Regions from separate parts of the Mus musculus genome. Here region 1 is linked to region 2. A link is a contact called in public promoter capture Hi-C data. All regions are on one chromosome and are shown on one strand. Each heading gives the region's core, a stretch centred on a gene start, on an enhancer-like site or on the middle of the called end of the contact. The rest is flanking DNA. Distances are from core to core; before and after follow the strand shown.

The links. Promoter capture Hi-C pulls out the DNA fragments that hold promoters and counts their contacts.
Region 1: a contact with region 2 is called in a promoter capture Hi-C map of cranial neural crest. The contact joins the promoter of Timmdc1 here to the promoter of Ccdc14 in region 2. A contact is called at or near these places in 1 of 39 promoter capture datasets (cranial neural crest) and 1 of 9 other capture datasets (liver).

Annotation. Positions count from the first base shown.
Region 1 is chr16:38,520,285-38,524,695 of GRCm38.p6, reverse strand. Timmdc1 (translocase of inner mitochondrial membrane domain containing 1) reads left to right here and starts at 2,033. Exons shown (of 7, transcript NM_024273.2): 1 at 2,033-2,355. The coding sequence starts at 2,162.
Region 2 is chr16:34,688,665-34,693,198 of GRCm38.p6, reverse strand. It overlaps Ccdc14 (coiled-coil domain containing 14), which reads right to left and starts at 2,583. Exons shown (of 13, transcript NM_172824.3): 1 at 2,368-2,583. The coding sequence starts at 2,541. It overlaps Gm35150 (a long non-coding RNA gene), which reads left to right and starts at 2,493. Exons shown (of 4, transcript XR_876043.1): 1 at 2,493-2,561.

The DNA.
Region 1 (4,411 bases), core at 784-3,283, 3.8 Mb before region 2:
TAAGTTCCAGGACAGCCAAGACTACACAGAGAAACCCTGTCTCGAAAAACAAAAAACAAAACAAAACAAAAATCAGAGAACAGAAGAGGCGGAGTGTTTCTCTGCTGGTAAAGGAAGGTAAGGTCTGGTAGCTTCGAGAATGTGGGAGGCTGAGTAAGAGAGAGAGTTAAGGTAGAGCGGTGAGATGGACCATCACCAAGGGCCTAGGGAAATTCTCGGTACTAGGTACCAAAGGCAGCTTTTGAGTCTTTGGGGCTAGGATGTAGGTGAGTGGTAGGACACTCGCCTGGCATAGGAGCATTTTCCAGGACCACCTAAATGGAAAAGGGAGCTGAAGAGTTTGTGAAATCTATCTGGTACTAAGGAAGACCTTGTTTGTCTCTACAGGATGTTGGATCCTGGGGACATCTGAGCTATATGTAATGGTTTTTAACATTTTATTTTATGTATTTGAGCACCCTGTCTTCATGCACATCAGAAGGGAAGATCAGATTCCATTACAGATGGTTGTGAGCCACCATATAGTTGCTGGGAATTGAACTCAAGATCTCTCAGAAGAGCAGCCAGTGCTCTTAACCACTGAGCCATCTCTCCAATCCCCATAGGTAAATGATTTTGTTAGTGTTTGCCCAATCTTTGCCCTGTCCTCATTCATGTCGACCCTGATTCTAGAAAGTTCAAGTGCAAAGGATCATTTCCGGGACCTCAAATGTGTCAAAGAAATGCACTCAGCTCTTCTCACAGCTAAGCTAGACAGTCAACACATTCATTTTGTTGGGCTTTCAGGCCCTGGGACCCTAATCCCAGTGACCACCTCTGAAAAATAGACCAAGCAGGCATCAAGCTAGAGCTAGGAATTGGGGTCTGAATAATTCACTCAACATTTAATTACTTCAGGCAAGTGGATCACTGAGATGGAGGCCTGCCTGGTCTTCAGAGCTAATTATGTGACAGCCAGGGCTACACAAGAGAAACCCTATCTTGGACCCTCCTTCCCTCCAAAGAAGATAATTACTTAACATCTACTTCATGGTATAGACTGATTGGTGATTCCTAAGTCCAAATCCAGAGATGAAAGCACAGCTTCAGTCCTCTTGATAGAGATCAGCAAATAGGCAATTATACCACTGCAGTAAATGCTAATGGGGGCTTCATTCACGGCACTTTCCTGAACCTCATCTGTAGAGATGTCCCACAGTCAACTCCCAAATCCTATTACTATATCCTCATGAAAGTTTGTAATCAATCACTTATTTAGGTACTCCGTGGAAGTGACTGTAGAGCACCACCAAGCTGTATATTCATTGTGGTACTTTAACTAGAAAAGAAAAATAGTAGGTGAAAGGGTTTGCAAAGACTATGAGATTTGTGGTAACGACCAATAACTAAATTACACAAAATGATTGGGAATATTTTTACCTTGGTAAACAAGTTTTTTGGTTTTGTCTTGTGTTGAAAGAAACAGGAAATAATAGTTTCAGTTATTAAATGATAATTCTAGATCTTTTGCCTTCTCGGAGCAGTAAGCATACGGATACTTGTAGTGGAGCCCACGTTATGGGGAAAAAAATGCCCACAGCTGATATTTCAAAAATAGTTTTTAAATCTTGGACCTTTTCGGGTGCGCCCTAAGGTTAGACTCTGCTCCGCCCAGGAAGCTCCTCCGGCCCGCCAGGGCGTGGCCTAGAAGCGCATCGCCTACCTCTTTCCCCACTGCGCTTGCAGTGATTAAAGTACTGTCCCCTTCTGCGTGGCCTTCTGCATCTTACATGAGCCATCTCACTTAAGCCCCTGAGCACTTCAAGCTGAGCAGGTCCAGAAGACCAGAGTTACGGGGCGCAAACGCCAAAGGACATCACTGAGATGAAACGAAACGGCCGCCAACTCACTTCCGGGGCTCGACTGATCCCTAACCCTGCGCTACCGAAAGAGCTCTCAGTTCCAGTTTCTACGTCCCGAGCCCCGCCCTCACCCCGCCTTTGCGCGACTAGGGGCGGGGCTTCCGGTCTCCTTTCCGAGAGCTTCCGGAAGTGAGCCGGCTGGGGACCGGATGTGAGGTTCAGTGTCCCCCAACGTGCCGCTAGTGGGCTGTACAGGTCACCCTCTCCCACGGTGCCCGCCGACCCTGGGGTGTCTGTCTCTCTGCGGGTAGGAGGGCGCCATGGGCGCGCCGCCGCCCGCTCCCCGCAGCCGCCTTTGCGGAGCCTGGGGTCCTTTCCCCCGAGTCTTTGCTGCCGGTGCGGTGGCTGCGGATTCCCCAGGCTTTGTGGAGGATCGGGAGCAGCGTTCAGGTGTCTCAGACCCCGGTTCCCTGGAATCCGGATGGGACCGCCTCCGGCAGCTGTTTGCCAAAGAGTAAAAATGTCTCGGGTGTGTGGGGAGGGATGCTCGGGGGACGGCCGCAGCCCGGGCGAGCTCCAGCGCGCGGTCCCTGCGACGCTGAAAGTTCTCTCTGCCCGGATAGTGTCCGACCTGGTTGACATGCAGCCTTCTGAGTCGGATTCACTCAGAGTCACACTCTTAAGACAGTATCGTTCTCGTGAAACCAGTACCCTAACTTTACATATTAGAAAAATTGGATTCATTCGATTATTGTCATGTAGTATCACTGGGAACTATATTGTGAAGTCTACACTAATATTGTTTTTTCGTATTTCGTTTGATTTTTCTTTGTCAGTAATGGCTTTATATACTCCAGAAGCTGGAAGGACAGAGAGAATTGTTAATTTATCATTATTATTTTGCACAAGAAAAAAAAAAAAAACAGTGACAACTGTTCTCCTCCTCCTCCTCTCCGCACCTTCCAGCAGCTCTGCCCCCTTGTTCCCACCTCCATTGTTAAGAACTACTTGTATGTGGGGGTCGGTATTTGGGTATGGGCAGTAGAGTGCACATGCCCTCAGCCAGAGGTGTCAGATTCTCCTGGATCTGGAGTTACCTGGAGTCACAGTTACAGGGGTTCTAAGAACTGAACCCGGATCCTTTGTAAAACTAGTACACGATCTTAGCTGCCAAGCCATCCCTCTAGTCCCCCAACTCTCCTTTTTGAGACAAGAGTTTTGCTGTGCTTGTAGACCAAGCTGGCCTGAAACTCAAAGCTACAATCCATTCTCAACCTCCCAGATTTTGGGATTACAGCCGGGTCTTCTGGGATTCTGGGCCGAGCCTCTCTTTTTTTTTTTTTTTTTTTTCCCTGATGGGGGTTGGTCATCTGCCACAGATGTTACACGCCCAGCTCCATCTCCCTTTGCAGAAGATACTAAAATAAACTATGTGAGGAGTAAATGATTAATCCTGCATTACTTTCACCTGATATTTATTTAACGTTATTCATTTATTAATCAATGGTGAAAGTATCTCTTTTCATGAAGTAGTTTACCATACTACACTGTTATCAAGTGATTATAAATAAATTTGGACAAGGGAGCTGGCAGACTTGTATTTAATAATTCTATTAGTTTCAGCATCTCTTTTTAAAAATTATTTTTATTTTATGTGTATGAGTGTCTTGCCTGTGTGTATGTCTGTGTGCATGTCTGTGTGCCTTCCTGATAACCATGAGAGCTACCTCGTGGGAATGGAATCCAAGCCCTAATGCTGGTAACTGCTGAGCCATTGCTCTGCCCCCATCATCTTTGTTTTAAGAAATAATGTGTTAGTTTTTCTCAGAGGTCCTCCCAAAAGTTTGTATATTTTTGAAAGCTTTTTATTTTGGTTTTTCAAGACAGGGTTTCTCTATGAGTTTCATGGCTATCCTGGAACTCACTCTGTAGACCAAGCTGGCCTCGAACTCAGAAATCTACCTGCCTCTGCCTCGCAAGTGCTGGGATTAAAGGCATGTGCCACCACTGCCAGGCTTTTGAAAGATTTTTGTGTAGTGTGTAAGAGAAAAAATATATATGTGCATAACCGTACTACCATGACTCACAGAAGATGGTCATTTTTATCAGTATTTTAAGCCGTAGAGTACTGGAACGAAAAGAAACAGGGAAAATAATCTAACGCAATTTTTATGCTTTTGTCTATGAAAGGGACAACCAAGGTTCTGAGAGGTTGATCTGGTTGCATACTATTTAGCAGATTGCAGGTTACAGTCCCACTGTTTCTGAGTTGAGACAATCCTGTTACTGGGCCCCATTATCTTTGGCTGCTTTTGTGACAGTTTTTATATTTCGTTTTCTTTCTTAGAGGAGCTTCCTTGTGGGGTCTCAGACAGCCCATGTCAGTCTCAGATGCCTGTGCAGCTGAGGATGACCCTGCATCCCTTCCAAGCCCTGCAGATCACGGGAGGGTGTGGTCAAGCTCGGCTTGGGCTCTTAACAGCAGTACCTTTAGGAAAATCCTACTCACTGAGCTGTTTGCAGGACCAAAGAGGCAAAGCGCAGAGACCTCCTAGCTTGTTAAACTTCCT
Region 2 (4,534 bases), core at 1,334-3,833:
ATAGAAAGGTAATTGTTCTAATTGTAATGGAGAAGTACATTAGTACACACTCAATAGTGACAGTACGACATCCAGGGTGGAGCACCACAGCTTCAGAATGGCTACTCTACCTGGACAAAAGTTCACTGAGTTCTACAGACCCAGTTCTTTGTATCTGAGTGATTTTCATTTGTGATGTTTTCTCTTAATGAGTTCCTTAATAATAATGTTTATTAAATTTTTGTTTTAAAAAAATTGAATGCTTGGGCTGGAGAGATGACTCAGCAGCTAGAGCACTGGCTGCTCTTCCAGAGGACCTGAGTTCAATCCCAGCACCCACACAGAAGCTAAGCTCACAGCTGTCTACAACCCCAGTTCCAGACGATCTGGCACCCTTGCACAGAAATGCAGGCAGAATACCAATGCACATAAAAATAAATAAATCTTTTTTAAAAGAATATGATGCTCAAATTGTTTCAGAGTCAATCAGGAAGGGAGCTCCTTCTAGTTGGATACTTTAACATTTTTAACCAAATTCCAGAGCTTTGTTAGATCTTTTTTTTTTAAATAGAGAATGTCACAAAAATATTTAACATCTCCTCTATCTTAACAAAATAAAGTATTACCTACAGGTACAATATATCTCACTGACTCCTAGATTTCGTACACTTAAAACTTATACCTATTGAGTAGCAACCCCATGCTCTCTATAGCCACGGCTCTGCTTCTGAATTGGGCTACCTCAGACACACGTATGGGAAAGCAAGCAGCAGCTGTCCTCTAGGAACAGCTGAGTCCACTAAGTCAGTCTCACACATCACACACACTGCTACTGCATACGGCAGACCTCCCTTAAGGCTGAGTAATATTCCATTAGATGTATGTGACCGTAATTTCTTTACCCACTCACTCAGAGATATTTAGGTTGTTTCTATGTCTTAGCTGTTGCGACGAATGCAACAATGCAAGGAATCGCAAACAGCTCTTTAAAATCTTGATTTCAGCTCTTTTGAATAAGTACCAGTAATGAAGCTGGCTGGGTCACCTTAGCTCTACTTTAAGTGGTTTGGGTTTTTTTGAGACTGGATCTCACTGTTATTCAAGTTGGCCTTGAGCTCATGATCCTCCTGCCTCGGGTTCCCAAATACTAGGGCTACACTTGTGCACTGTCGTGCTCGGCTTATTTTCTGAGGAAGCTATACTAGTTATATTCTCACCAGGACTATACAAGAGTACCAATTTCTCAACACCATCACCAATACTTATTTTGTGATAGAAAATATTTTAACTTCCATTTCTTTGATGACTACAGCATATTTCCCTAGACATATTGACAACATGCAACCATTCAAAAAAGGAAGTCTCAAGACAGGGTTTTTTTTTTGGGGGGGAGGGGGGAGTGCAAAATATACATTAGCAAGAAAGACAACATTATAGGTATGTTGTTAAATGGTGGGAAACAAAGTAAAACCCCAAGTCTACTATATGCCAAGTGCTTTCTAAATCTCCAAGACAGAGATGAAATATTCTAGTAGTAGACTAGCACCAGGTCCAACATGAAGTGATTTGTGGAAGATTGCAAGATGCGGAAGGTGGCCTGAAGCACGCCCAACTAGCGGAGATGTGATGGTGTTGGAAAAATATTCTAGAGACGGTTCTTGACATGAGGGCTAGAAGGAAAATAGAATTAACAGGCCCACCATAATTTGAAAAGACGTGGGAGCACGAAAGGTCAGAACGCCCAGGGCACAGCAGGGCTAAAACTAGTTTAGCTCTATTGGACCTGATTGGATGGGGCGGGAACTGCAAAGGATCCAAAATGGCTCTGTTCCAAGCCAAATGTGTATCTTGAAAATGGGTTTCCCTGTCGTACTTGGAGCAGTTACTAGAGAACATCAAGAGTCACGCGTTTGAGAACGGAGGGCGGGTACAGCCACTTACTGGGAGACTCCAACAACAGAGACAGAAGATCAGTTAAGAGAAGCACCGAGAAGCTGAATCCGGGGAGAGGATTAACTCAAGCTAAGATCCTAAGAACTTCTCTGATAGAGATGTTATTAGGCAGTCGGACAAATGACCAAGTCGGGCAAATTACTGGCTTTGTAGAGGCACAATTGCTGGATAACTACGTAATATTGGAAACAACTGCAAAGCACAGAGCGGGAAGGAGGTCACTGCACTGGTGATAAAGGCTGGGCTTCGAACCCGGGGTCTGACACCAAACTGCGCTCTGGAAGACTGGCACGGCCGCCCTGAATAAAGCATTCATCTAGGGACGTCCTCACCACTTCGGGCGCGCCGCAGTTACTATTTTTTTTCTAGCACCTTCCTAAATCCCCCTCGCCTCTCGCCACCCCACAGTGGACTCATCAGGTCCGCAGCCCTCACCTGGCCCGGTCGAGATCCGGACCTGACCATTTCTCTCAGCCTCAGAAGAGCCCAGGCGTAGGGAAACGAATACTTGAGAAAAAAAGAATTAACCGCCGAGATGTCCGGACCTCCCTTGTCCCGCCCCCTGAGCTTCCGCTTCCGGGAAGAAGGCCGCGGACCGCCGGGACTCATAGCCTCCTTGGCGCTAAAAGGTTTTCCTTCGGGTCGGAACCTGGAGCCCTGGGCGTGCGCAACAGACTCCGCGTGCTCCAGCTTGCCACGCCCAGGCGGAGAGTGGGAGAGGCCAACAGACGGCCCGGGGGGCGGGGCGGACGCGGGGGCGGGGCCTGATGTGGGCGGGGCCTTGCGGGAGGGGCGGGGCGAGGAACTCGTTGGCTTTGCAGCATTCTTCAAACTGGTTGAAGTGGGAACCAGGGCCTGCTAGCCCATTGGGTAAAGGACTACCGCTGGATTTCAGAAGCTTTGTGTACTGTTTTAAGTGTATTTGTTCTTGAGAGTCAATAGAAATCTAACCTGAACAGTGTTCAATGGTTTGGCTGTCTACTTTTTCTATCGAGATAATTGCTGTTGATAAAGGATGGCAGTATTTTTTACCACTGATAGCTGCACTAAATAGAGAATGGTGTTTGAGACACTATATTTGGGATTGTTTTAAATCAAGTTGGAGAGAAATTAACCCGGTTGACTCTTCTTTCTATGGTAAGATGGCTACCTTTGTTAAAAAAAAAAAAAAAAAAAAAAAGGGTTGTGTTGATTTTAAAACCCTGGGACCTGTAGAGACTTAGTGGATAAGAGCAACTCTTGCCCTTGCAAAGAACTCAGGTTGGATACCCACAGGTAGTGGGTCACAACCATGTGACTCCAATTTCAGAAGATCTAGTACTCTCTTCTGCCTCCTCAGGCACCAGTTGTACAAGTGGTACTCACATATGCATACGACATTTTAAAGAAGGATATATATGTATACACACGCGCGCGCGCATAATTTTGCTTGGCCTGAAACTTACAATGTAGACCATACTGGTCTGAAATTCACAAAGACCCTCCTGTTTTTGCCTACCTAATGCTGGTGCTAAAGGTGTATGCTATCACACCCTACTTAAATAAACCTTTTTTAAAAAATGAATTTAAATGGGGCTGGAGAGATGGCTTAGTGGTTAAGAGCACTGACTGCTCTTCCAGACATTCTGAGTTCAATTCCCTGCAATCACATGATGGCTCACAACCATCTGTAATAGGATCTGATGCCCTCTTCTGGTGTGTCTGAACAGCTACAGTGTACTCACATATATAAAATAAATAAATAATTCTTTTTAAAAAAATTAGTTAAAATGTAGCTGAATAGGTAGCACATAAGTTAAGAGCACTAGATACAACTGCAGAGGATCTGAGTTCAATTCCTAGCATCAGCTCACAGCTGTCTACAACTTCAGTTCCAGGGAATCCAGTGCGCTTTTCTGGCCTCTGGTCCCCAGCATGTAGTACACAGACATACACACAAGGAAAACATCTATACATGTAAGAATTTAAAAATAAATAAAATAAAAATATATACATTATATAAATAAAATTATATGCATATATATACACATATACATATTCCACAAGTAAAATCTTCCCATCTGTATAGTAAACACTCCAAGTGGAGGGATTTTAGTATTAGTTGTGTTGGCCACAAGGCAGCATGTTCCCCAGGATACTTATGAATGCCACCTAAAACAAATCTTAAATCTTACTTAAAATGATGAGGTGAAGGTTTTGCAATTTATTTTTAGTAGCTCTGTCTTAGTCAGGGTTTCTATTCCTGCACAAACATCATGACCAAGAAGTAGTTGGGGAGGAAAGAGTTTATTCAGCTTACACTTCCATACTGCTGTTCATCACCAAGGAAGTCAGGACTGGAACTCAAGCAGGTCAGGAAGCAGGAGCTGATGCAGAGGCCATGGAGGGATGTTCTTTACTAGCTTGCTTCCCCTGGCTTGCTCAGCCTGCTCTCTTATAGAACCCAAGACTGCCAGCCCAGAGATGGTCCCACCCACAAGGGGCCTTTCCCCCTTGATCACTAATTGAGAAAATACCCCACAGCTTGATCTAACGGAGGTACTTCCCCAACTGAAGCTCCTTTCTCTGTGATAACCCCAGCCTGTGTCAAGTTGACACATAA